Regions from separate parts of the Mus musculus genome. Here region 2 is linked to region 1. Evidence: chromatin contacts called from public Hi-C data. All regions are on one chromosome and are shown on one strand. Each heading gives the region's core, a stretch centred on a gene start, on an enhancer-like site or on the middle of the called end of the contact. The rest is flanking DNA. Distances are from core to core; before and after follow the strand shown. Region 1 has its middle 960 kb from the start of Gm32658. Region 2 overlaps Gm32658 (a long non-coding RNA gene).

Evidence for each region. Hi-C and Micro-C count contacts between places; a contact is called where the count stands out from the background.
Region 2: a Hi-C map of cortical neurons shows a contact between it and region 1, with 2.9 times the contacts expected there. The contact joins two enhancer-like sites. A contact is called at or near these places in 2 of 484 Hi-C or Micro-C datasets (cerebral cortex and cortical neurons).

Annotation. Positions count from the first base shown.
Region 1 is chr4:79,668,722-79,673,608 of GRCm38.p6, forward strand. No RefSeq gene overlaps it. Among named protein-coding and RNA genes, the nearest start is that of Gm32658, 960 kb to the right of the region's middle. Within about 2 kb of position 2,015, at least 10 of the 459 cell types and tissues checked have an H3K27ac peak or open chromatin away from gene starts, as enhancers often do. A contact at or near this core is called in cortical neurons, where this site is marked.
Region 2 is chr4:80,515,514-80,520,400 of GRCm38.p6, forward strand. All of the region lies in intron 1 of Gm32658 (a long non-coding RNA gene), which reads right to left. Among named protein-coding and RNA genes, the nearest start is that of Gm32658, 110 kb to the right of the region's middle. Within about 2 kb of position 2,123, at least 26 of the 459 cell types and tissues checked have an H3K27ac peak or open chromatin away from gene starts, as enhancers often do. A contact at or near this core is called in cortical neurons, where this site is marked.

The DNA.
Region 1 (4,887 bases), core at 765-3,264:
TTTGAAAATGCTGCCTTCATCTTACTGCTTTGGTGTTGGGTAATTATCTTAATAGTTACGCATAAATGATAAATCTACAGCCTTGTTAAATGATTCAACAAGCTACAACTGAAAGCAATGTTTATGTTCCCTTTAAACTTTTATTGATGTGTTTGCAAAGTTACGGAGTCTATATTAAGAGAGTATGTTTCCTTCCCTAACTCCTTATCTGTCAAAAGGTATTATTTGGGGATTTATTTAGCCTCTGTTACTGCCATACAAACACTCTGGGATGACAAGTTAATTTTTGCAACTGTCAGGCAGAGCTTAAATATCCATATTTTCCCTTGATCTTAAAGTACACGTTACTCTTATTCTTGTATCAGGCAAGAAAATATGAATGTTAAAGTGTGCTGCATCATGGTGTCATATGCAGCTCTTTCAGAAAGAATATCATGGTGGGGACTTAACAAATTTCAGTGAATGTAGAGACGAAGACAAAATTTTAATAATAGGAAGTGTAAAATGTAAAGAAAGTGAAATTGAACATCCTAGTGCCAATTTTTAAATAATTTAGGAGAAAAAAAGAGCTGAAGAGTAAAGTATCTACATAAATTAACCTTATTAATTATAATTTGTGGTGATATCAAATTAAGAAGCAAATAAACATGTTTATTCATAAAGTTTTCAGTATAATAAAATATTTACTCTGAAATTATTTGTATGTTCACTAGGATATTTTAATATTCTTGGCCCTGTACTTTTAAATTTTTACCCTCTATGATATAGCAGTGACATTGTTATCCCTGCCTTGTTACAAAGTAACTTGATTTAAATTCTTCATACATATATTTAGTGTCTAGAGTAGTAGATTTCCATGTTTCCTTTCAACATGCCTTTAATATTAATTATTACTTCCTATATTCAATTTTGTAACCTGCTCTGCCTGCTCATTTTTACCATTTAACACATTTATTGCATTGTTCTTTTAATACCAGTGAGTTATATTTTCTGTCCCCTGAAAACCGACAATCATTAACCCTTACACATTCCTGACCTTTATTAATATTCAAATTTGACACATGTATCTGACATTTCAAGTTGAGCTTTTCAATGAAAACAACAAACTCTGTATGTTTCTATGTGTCATTGTTAGTCTACTGAGAATGTTTTTTTCAATCTCATTTATTTAGCTGTGAAATTCCTAATTTCGTCTTATTTAAAAGATTATTATAATCAATTTTGAAATGTAACATATTTTCATTATCTATTCATCCTTTTATAGGGAACACATGCTATTTTTACTTCCCTTGCTGTTATGCACAGACAACCAATGAAAACTAACCCCTGGTTCAGTTGTAGACATAAGTTTCAATTCTGAAAAATATAACACAGTACCTTGTATGAATTACAGAGGTAGGCAGTGCTGGAAAATTAACACAAAACATGTAACATTCCCTCAAAGAAGATTTTTTTTTCTTGCAGCACAAGTTGCTGGGACATAAAGTCATAAACGGGAGCTGACACAGATAAATGATTTGTTTATAACAAGCATGAGTATGAATGTCCCTTCATGAGCAAGGAACAGGGAAGGTGAGGGTTTCTGTTTCTGGGAAGACAGTCACCTCATTCAACCCTACCAATCTGGTGATCATATTTAACATCTTATCCATATTTTCTTTTAACAAATGCATGTGTCTATACTAGCACACAAAATACAGAAAACCACCTGGTGTACATATACCTATTAAACTAAACAGTGACTTCCTCTGTAGCTCTGACACTTTTGACTATCTGAGAGAACCAACTTAAGCACATAAAATTAAGAAACTGCAACACATTGTCATGGCATCTGACCTGGTTCTGGTCACCTGGAGATTGCTTAAAGTAATTCCCAGTCATTTATGTTACATGCACAATGATGCTGTTAGAATGGTTTTCTTGTACTTTGAAGATGATAACTAAATCTAGGCTCCATATGCCAAATATAGCCTAGCGCCAGCTGGTTATAAATCTGTTCTCAACTCTCTGAAGGAGTTCTTTTTAAAATTCATGACTTGAGACAATTCCTTGTGCAGTAAGCATGATAGCATAGCCCTCTTCAGTTGTGATAGAAAGAAATCATAGGCAAGTCCCTGATTTAAGCTAATACCCTGTTTTAAAAAATACTGTACCGACCACCACCACCACCACCAGCAGCAGCAGCAGCAACAACAACAACATAAAGTATAAATATGCATGGTTTATGTGCTATAGAAGAAACCTTAAAACCCAGCCTTGAGTTTTCATTGTGTTTTTTAAACTTAATTTGATGAATGAAAACAACGGACAGGCCACATGTAAGGATGTATGGTCAGTTCTGAAAACATAAATACAAGATATATATATATTATATATATATATATATATATATATATATATATTATATATATATATATAATATATATATACATATATATATTATATATATATTATATATATCAACAATTAATGAAAAACAGGTCATGGATTTAAAAGAGAAAAAGGAAGAAATTTTCAGAGTTTTGAGGGAAAATGGGAAGGAGGAATATATTTAGTTATAATGTAATCTTAAAAATTAGAAGAGCCAAAGAATTGGCTTTTTTTTTTCAGAATTGTCATTCTGCTATGAGTCAATGATTACTAGGATAAAATGATTTGAACAATCTACTTTTAGCTGAGATACCTTCTGCAATACTTAATAGAATGTAGGCAAAAATGTAAGGCCATAATAGTAAAATAAAGCCTTTATTAAATATCAAAAACTAATTAAGGCTATTTTGAAAGCTAAGCAAGAAGTGAAGGTACACTTTAATTCACTTTATATTCTGCTCACTGTCACCTCCTAGTCACCCCCTCTCACAACCATTCCCCCATCTACCTCCCATTCTCCTCTGAGCAGGTGCTTGAGACCCTCTGAGTATCCTGCCACCCTGGCCTCCCCAGTCTCAATATCTAATGACACCCCCATTGATTCTTAGGTGCCTCCCCTCTTCCAAGTTTCTATTTCTTCGTGGAGCTGTCTCCTACCTCTTCCTACAGCAGTTGTAGATTTCCATTCATTTTCATAGTCATCTAGCCATCTACCCTGCCTCAAGCTATACCCAACATAGAATGCCCCCATTCCTCCAGCTGCTTTTCAAGACCATTTCATTTCACCTTCCAAGTGAGATTCAAAGCATCCATAGGTCACAAACAAGGATGCTTGAGTCTTACTTGCAAGGGAGAATAGAATGGTTCTGTAAGGCAGAAGGATGGAGGGAACTAGGTGGGAAAGGAGATCAGGTGAGGAGTGGGGGTGTTCTTGGTTGAGTGTAGGGAGGAGCAGGAGGGATGGCCTGATGGCCATGAGAATGATTGGAAATCTGCATATTAGGACACTGAAATTCTTACTTCATATTATTTTCCATGAACACCCTCCCCCCAAAAAATGACTATTGAGAATCAGTGATATTACAAGCTCTTAGATTGGATTCACAGAAGCAAAGTGGTCAGAAATATTTACTTATTTACAGAAAGAAAATGAGGCTTCAGAAATTTCAGACATATACTTCTGGAACTGAAAGTAGAAATTTAAATCATAGCCCCTAATGCATTGTAGATGACCTCTTTTTGCAAGAGATACTCAGTGGAAAATAGTCTCTAATGTATTAGATCCCAGATGTAGTAAGTTTAAGCATAAATATCATCCCATTAGGAAAATAATTTTTTCTCTGATAGGCCCAATTATTGAACTTTGACACCAGTAAAAATGGGACATATTTTTAAGGAAAAATTGAATAGCTTATGGTTAATTTAAGAAATTAGTAAGTTTCTAAACCAGCTACAACATATTTTATTCTATTTTTAGTGAGTTTATGTCAAAAATTTAGTACTTTGGAGAGATAATTCTTAACTTACAATTGCAGAGAATGTAATGCAATTAAATACATTTTTAAAACAATGTTTAATACTTTGCAATTCTGAAATGTTCATAGGCTCATTCTGCTCTATCTTAACTCTTCTTCTGAATCTAGCAAGTTGTAAAAGGTTATTTCATATATCTAGATGAATTTATTCTATCTTAAAATAATTATGAGTCATCTTGATCTCACCACCACAAAATACCTAAGGGTAATAAGCAAAATAAAAAATTATTCATTAGGCTCATAATGGTAGACACCTCATTGTGTAGTTGCTTGACCCAGAGCTGTGAGCCTGTGACAAGAGAGAACATCACAGAAGGGAAGGTGTGCTAGAACAAAGTGTCTACTTTTTACTATGAAGGGAGGGCTTAGGGACAAAATATAGCCTACATGTTAATGCGCCCAATGACCTATAACCTCTAATTAGTTTCTACCTAAATGTATTCAATTTAGATGTAAAATGATCAATATATTCATCTACTGAGTAAGATCATATGCCCCAGTACAGAGGAGTGCCAGGACCAGGAAGCAGGGGTGTGTGGGTTGGGGAGCAGGGTGTGGGGAGTGTATAGGGCGCTTTGGGGCTAGCATTTGAAATGAAAATGAAGAAAATATCTAATAAGAATGACTATATATAATATATGAGATCTGGGGAGATGACTTAGCAGACAAGAGACCATGCTGTTCATGACTTTTGGTGCGTGAGACTCATGTTACCTGTTCACAACAGTCTCTAACTCCAGTTCCAAAGCATACAAGCTCTTCAAGCCTCCAGCAGCACCTGCAGGCTTGTGATCAAACCTATGCATAGACACATAATAGAAAATAAAAGAAAAATTAAAAAAATAAAAATAAAAAATAGACTATCTGGCTTCGGAATATATAAACAACAGCACATACTTATAATTATAAATTAATTGATAAAATATTAAAACTTAACTCAAAATAATGCATATTTACTTAATCCTCTTTTTGTAAACTTGGT
Region 2 (4,887 bases), core at 873-3,372, 850 kb after region 1:
TTTACCTTCAAGCAGCTATGTTGCAACCCAAATAAAAGGCAGACCCCTCTACCTCTCTCTTTCTTTCCCGCTTGTCTTCCTTGTCACCTTTGCCCCCTCCCCCCACAATAATTCCCAAATGGAACTGTATTGGCCCAGTGTGGTTTGTCTGGACGTGAGCCCTAATTTGAACACAAAAGTATTAGTTAGAGTTTTACTGCTGTGAATGCACACTATGACCAAGGCAACTCTTACAAGGGCAACACTTAAATTGGGTCTAGGTTCATTACATTATAGTCAAGGCAGGAAGATGGCAGCATCCAGGCAGGCATGGTGCAGGAGGAGCTGAAAGTTCTACTTCTTCATCTGAAGGCTGCTAGCAGAATACTGACTTCAGGCAGCTAAAATGGGGGTCTTAAAGTCCATACCCATAGCGACACACCTACTCCAACAAGGCCATACCTCCTAATAGTGCCATTCTCTCTTCTCTGGTACCTTATCACACAAAACCACATAACAAGCCCCCACCACCTGGAAAACCTGTGCTGACAGAGGCCTTTAAGCTCAGTGAATGACTTGGGGACTGACCTCAGCAAAGACCTCTTGTTTTGACACTTGTAAACAATGCTCAAAGCTCCCTCTCTGCTCTAATGTTTCTCTAATCTTGATAAATTTTCAACAAGCCTTTTGAAAATTTTAAGCTTAATTCTGCTGAAATGAATCAGAGGAGAGCTGCCAAGAAAGAAGCCCTTACAAAAGAAAACATTTTTGGGTGGCTTATGTGGGATTATTTGCAAAGACTGTATAGATTCCTCTGGAAAGGACAGGATCAAAATTCTGCAGCAGCCTGGGGTGCTAAGCCCATTATGGCATTCTTTGTGCTACTATTAGCATAACAGAGTCAATCAATGCGCTTTGGTCAATAACCCTCTGGACTATTAAGAGGGGAAAATGTTAGTTTCAAAATGAAATATCATGAACTAGATAAGGTGCTCATTATATTTCGAGGAGCAATTTGCATATTAGCACTGGGGATAGATAGGGTTTTTAAAACCCTCTTCACTCTTCTCGTCAACTTAATTATAAAGGACATAATCATTGCCTCTTTTCTGTAAATCACATTTAGTAATTTCACGTTTTTCCCCTCATCACTTTCTACCAAAGGACAGAGATAAATAATAAAAAAAAAAAATTAAAGTCAGCAAAGGATATTCCCAATTAAAAAAAAAATGTCAGTTTTTCAGAGATACACAAGGCAATGAGGACAATGTCTTACAAAACTCAGTAAAATCTTAAAGATCATTAATAAACTAAAAGTCTCAGAAAAAATAGATCTTCTTAGAACTAGGTTCAAGGCCAGCAAGCAAAAATCCAGTACAAATAAAGTCACAGGAAAGAAAACAAATTCACAACTGCCCTTTCTCTCACAAGTAATCTGTTCACAGGAAGAGGAAGGGGGCTGGGCAAAGCAGCCCCAATTGCTGCTCTTGTAATCAGAGTCTAATTTTATGCCATTATCCGTTTGAAGGTTTAAGTGGAATAAAGAGACACTGATCTGGGAATGCAAGAATGAAGCAGAACAAGCGAGATTGTAAGAGGAAAAACTCAGGTGTCCCTGAGGCTCCACAGATAATTCATTTGCACACAGTTTTCTGTGATGATGGATAAACGTAATTCTTAGTTTCTTATGGTGCCCCGCCCCTCAAGAGTATAAAACAGAACGATGAAATCCGGACTAAGATTGATTTTTAAAATTAAAGCGATTTTTAAACGAATTGAATTTCTACATGATTAGACACAGGTGGTTGTGGGCTTTCCTCAATCATTCCTACAATAATCAATATTCACCAACAATACTTTCCAGTGAATGTTTGTGTGTATGAAAGGGGGCGAGGCCTCTTAAAGAACAGATGAAAGTTTTCTATTAGATTTTACATGAAAGAACACATATGTGACCTTTAATCTTTTGAGCAAAATCTTCCTGAAAAGTGGCTAAAATTTTAAACAGGACCGATCAAAGCAAAATTTAAAATGTACGAGCGCCATCTGGTGTCAGCAATAAAAATACCCTGAAGGCGTCAGACCAATGTCCCTTTGAGATCTCAGCACAGTGCAGCAAGGGATTATGGTAGAATGAGGTCGACGTTCTTGAAATAGAATCCCCTCCATGGCTCAGACGAATATGTGACTATTTACCGTTTGCACTGGGGTTCAGTGAACCTACCATGGAGGCTGGCTGAGACAGTGAGCTTACCATGTCATTTGCTCTTGAGTACTTCTCACCCTAAACCTGTGTGCTTCAACTCAGGGATTCACATGAGTGCCTCAGTTTTCCTACTCTCTCTAAGTGAACCTTCTTGAATCAGGAAAAGCACTCCTCTGCTTTTAGAAGCAATGTCTGTACAAAAATACAGCAGAAGCAGATGGGGAGCACATTTTTAAAGAAGAAACTTGAGGCTTATAATGCTAATGTGCCAAGATGAAATTAGCAATATATTATAAAGAGCTATCTAAGCAGTGGTAGTTAAGTGAAATTTGTGCACTCGTCTATTAATAGAGCCTGAAAAACACTGCATTGCATCTCCTGATCAGCAACCGCCTTTCCCAACAACTACTGGGCAAGTCAGTGGCTCAGCCTAGCCCTAGGATATTTTGCTACCTAGGTTGCTGATCGTTACGAAGACCAGTAAAGAAGTCCAGCAATGACATCACTGTAGGTCAAAAGGTTTCAAACTTGAGGTCTAGCCAAGTTGTTTTAATGACTCCTAAAACAGCATTACATTTATTTCTGGAAGAAAGGCTCAATGCAACATTTCAGCCATACTCCTTCTGTTCAGGCAGATAAATAAAATGCAGCATACAATGTAGCCATAAAAAAAATAGGGAAAGCAAATAACCCTTTACTGTTCAATAGAATGATTTTGTGTAGAAAATGCTGTGTCTCTTTAGTTTTTTTTTAAATTAGGCTTTTATTGAAAAACCATAAACATTCAAACAGTAAAAACTTTTGTCTTTGTAATAGCATCTTTTAAGCATATAACAGGTAACTGATATCATCGCTTTCAAATAAAATTGTTCACAAGATTTCAGTCAGCTGTTGGCATCTAATTTTCAAGCAATGGTGAGAAATTACATGCTCTTTCCTCCTTTGTCCCCAAGCAATTATCCCTACCAGAGGAACAAGACAAAAGATTCTGAGGCACCAGGCACTTAGCTTTATTGAATCCCAGGAGAGAACCAAGTGTGGCAGAGGAAGGGACTGACTGGAACCAGATGTCTTAACACCTTAACAACACAGTTTTCTGTAGCAATGGCTGGCTTGGTACAGAAGGAGCAGGGATTCAGGTGGAATGTGCTGTAATAAAATCCTTTATTCAGAAACATTCAGGAGAATGGCACTATTCACACCAACTCATGAATTTTCCAGAGTTGCTCTTGGCTGATGTTCCTCTTGCCTTACAAGAAAATGAGAACCAAATTTGTTCTGAAACATACAAACGATTGTTAGACACAGTGTACTGAATGTCTACCATGTAATAAGAACATTTAAGGGATGGAACAGATATAGCCTAAAATAAAAACCTATGTAAGTTAAGGCAGTGATACACAAAAGCACCAGTAGTATCTTCTCAGAATCCATGAATTTACAAAGTGCAATGTAAGTTTTAACCTTTGAAACACTCATTTATTCCTTAATTAAAACCATTTTGTTTGTTTTAATTGTTTTTTATTTCTTTTTCCTCAACCATCGTGATCTCTATACTGAACAGAAAACATTTAATGTCTTGGAAAGTTTCTAGACCACAGAAATGTGTTGTGGCAGCATCCATTTTCAATCATGTCACAAAATTGCAAACTTTTCTATCTCTTCTCAAATACGTATTGATTCTGCAAAGTTACAGATATGCACCTTTAAAGATGTTTTGGTTAGCATTTCTCCTAACTTCTGTGAGTTGTGTCTCTTCAGAGAGCTTTTGCCTTAGCAGCAACTGGACATTCCCATTTTTTCTTTGACATCTGATATTAAGTCTAGACATCTAAATCTTAGATGCACATTAAAGATGATCCTTTGAAGGGTTACCGAGCTATATTAACAAAGGAACAACTGGATGAAAAATTATAATATACTACATCTTTAGATGACAAGAATAATAATTATGGAACTTGTCAAGGAAGATCTGTTGCAAAGATTTGCAGAACAATAACACAGAAGGGTAAATATATCGGTTTGCTATTTAGTTTCAACATCCAATACCAAGAATAACAATCAACAACTAACTAGCCAAATAACTAGTCACAGGACTTTGAATTCTATACACTGCATAGGAAGAATGAACATTTATAAGCATGACTCAATTAAATTGGTAATACATCTATGTTTTAAATTACATTATATCCTTTGACTGTGGAGAATGCCAATATTCACAGTGATCAAGAGAGATGTGTGATACAACTGACAGATTCAGGTTTCTTTGTACAATGAACTCTATCAAAAATAGTTTCAAACATGAACTCCCCTGTGAGTATGAATCATGGTTGTACCTGAGTTATATGCAACCAGAGATGGGGGTGGGGGCAGAAGGTATTATTTTCTTTTAGAAACTTTAACACTGAACACACACACACACACACACACACACACACACAGAGAGAGAGAGAGAGAGAGAGAGAGAGAGAGAGAGAGAGAGAGAGAGGCCAATGTATATAATATTTTAGGATATTATATGGCCTTAGTAATTAGTCTGCTAATGTAGGAGACTTTGAGGCATTTTATAGGCGAAGCCATTTTTCACAGACTAAGAACTTGGATAGTTTCAACCTCAACATTTTAGAAAACATGCACCGTGCTCCTGAAACCACACAGCTAATGTATTTAGAGGAATCCACACACCATGCCTGATTTCAGCC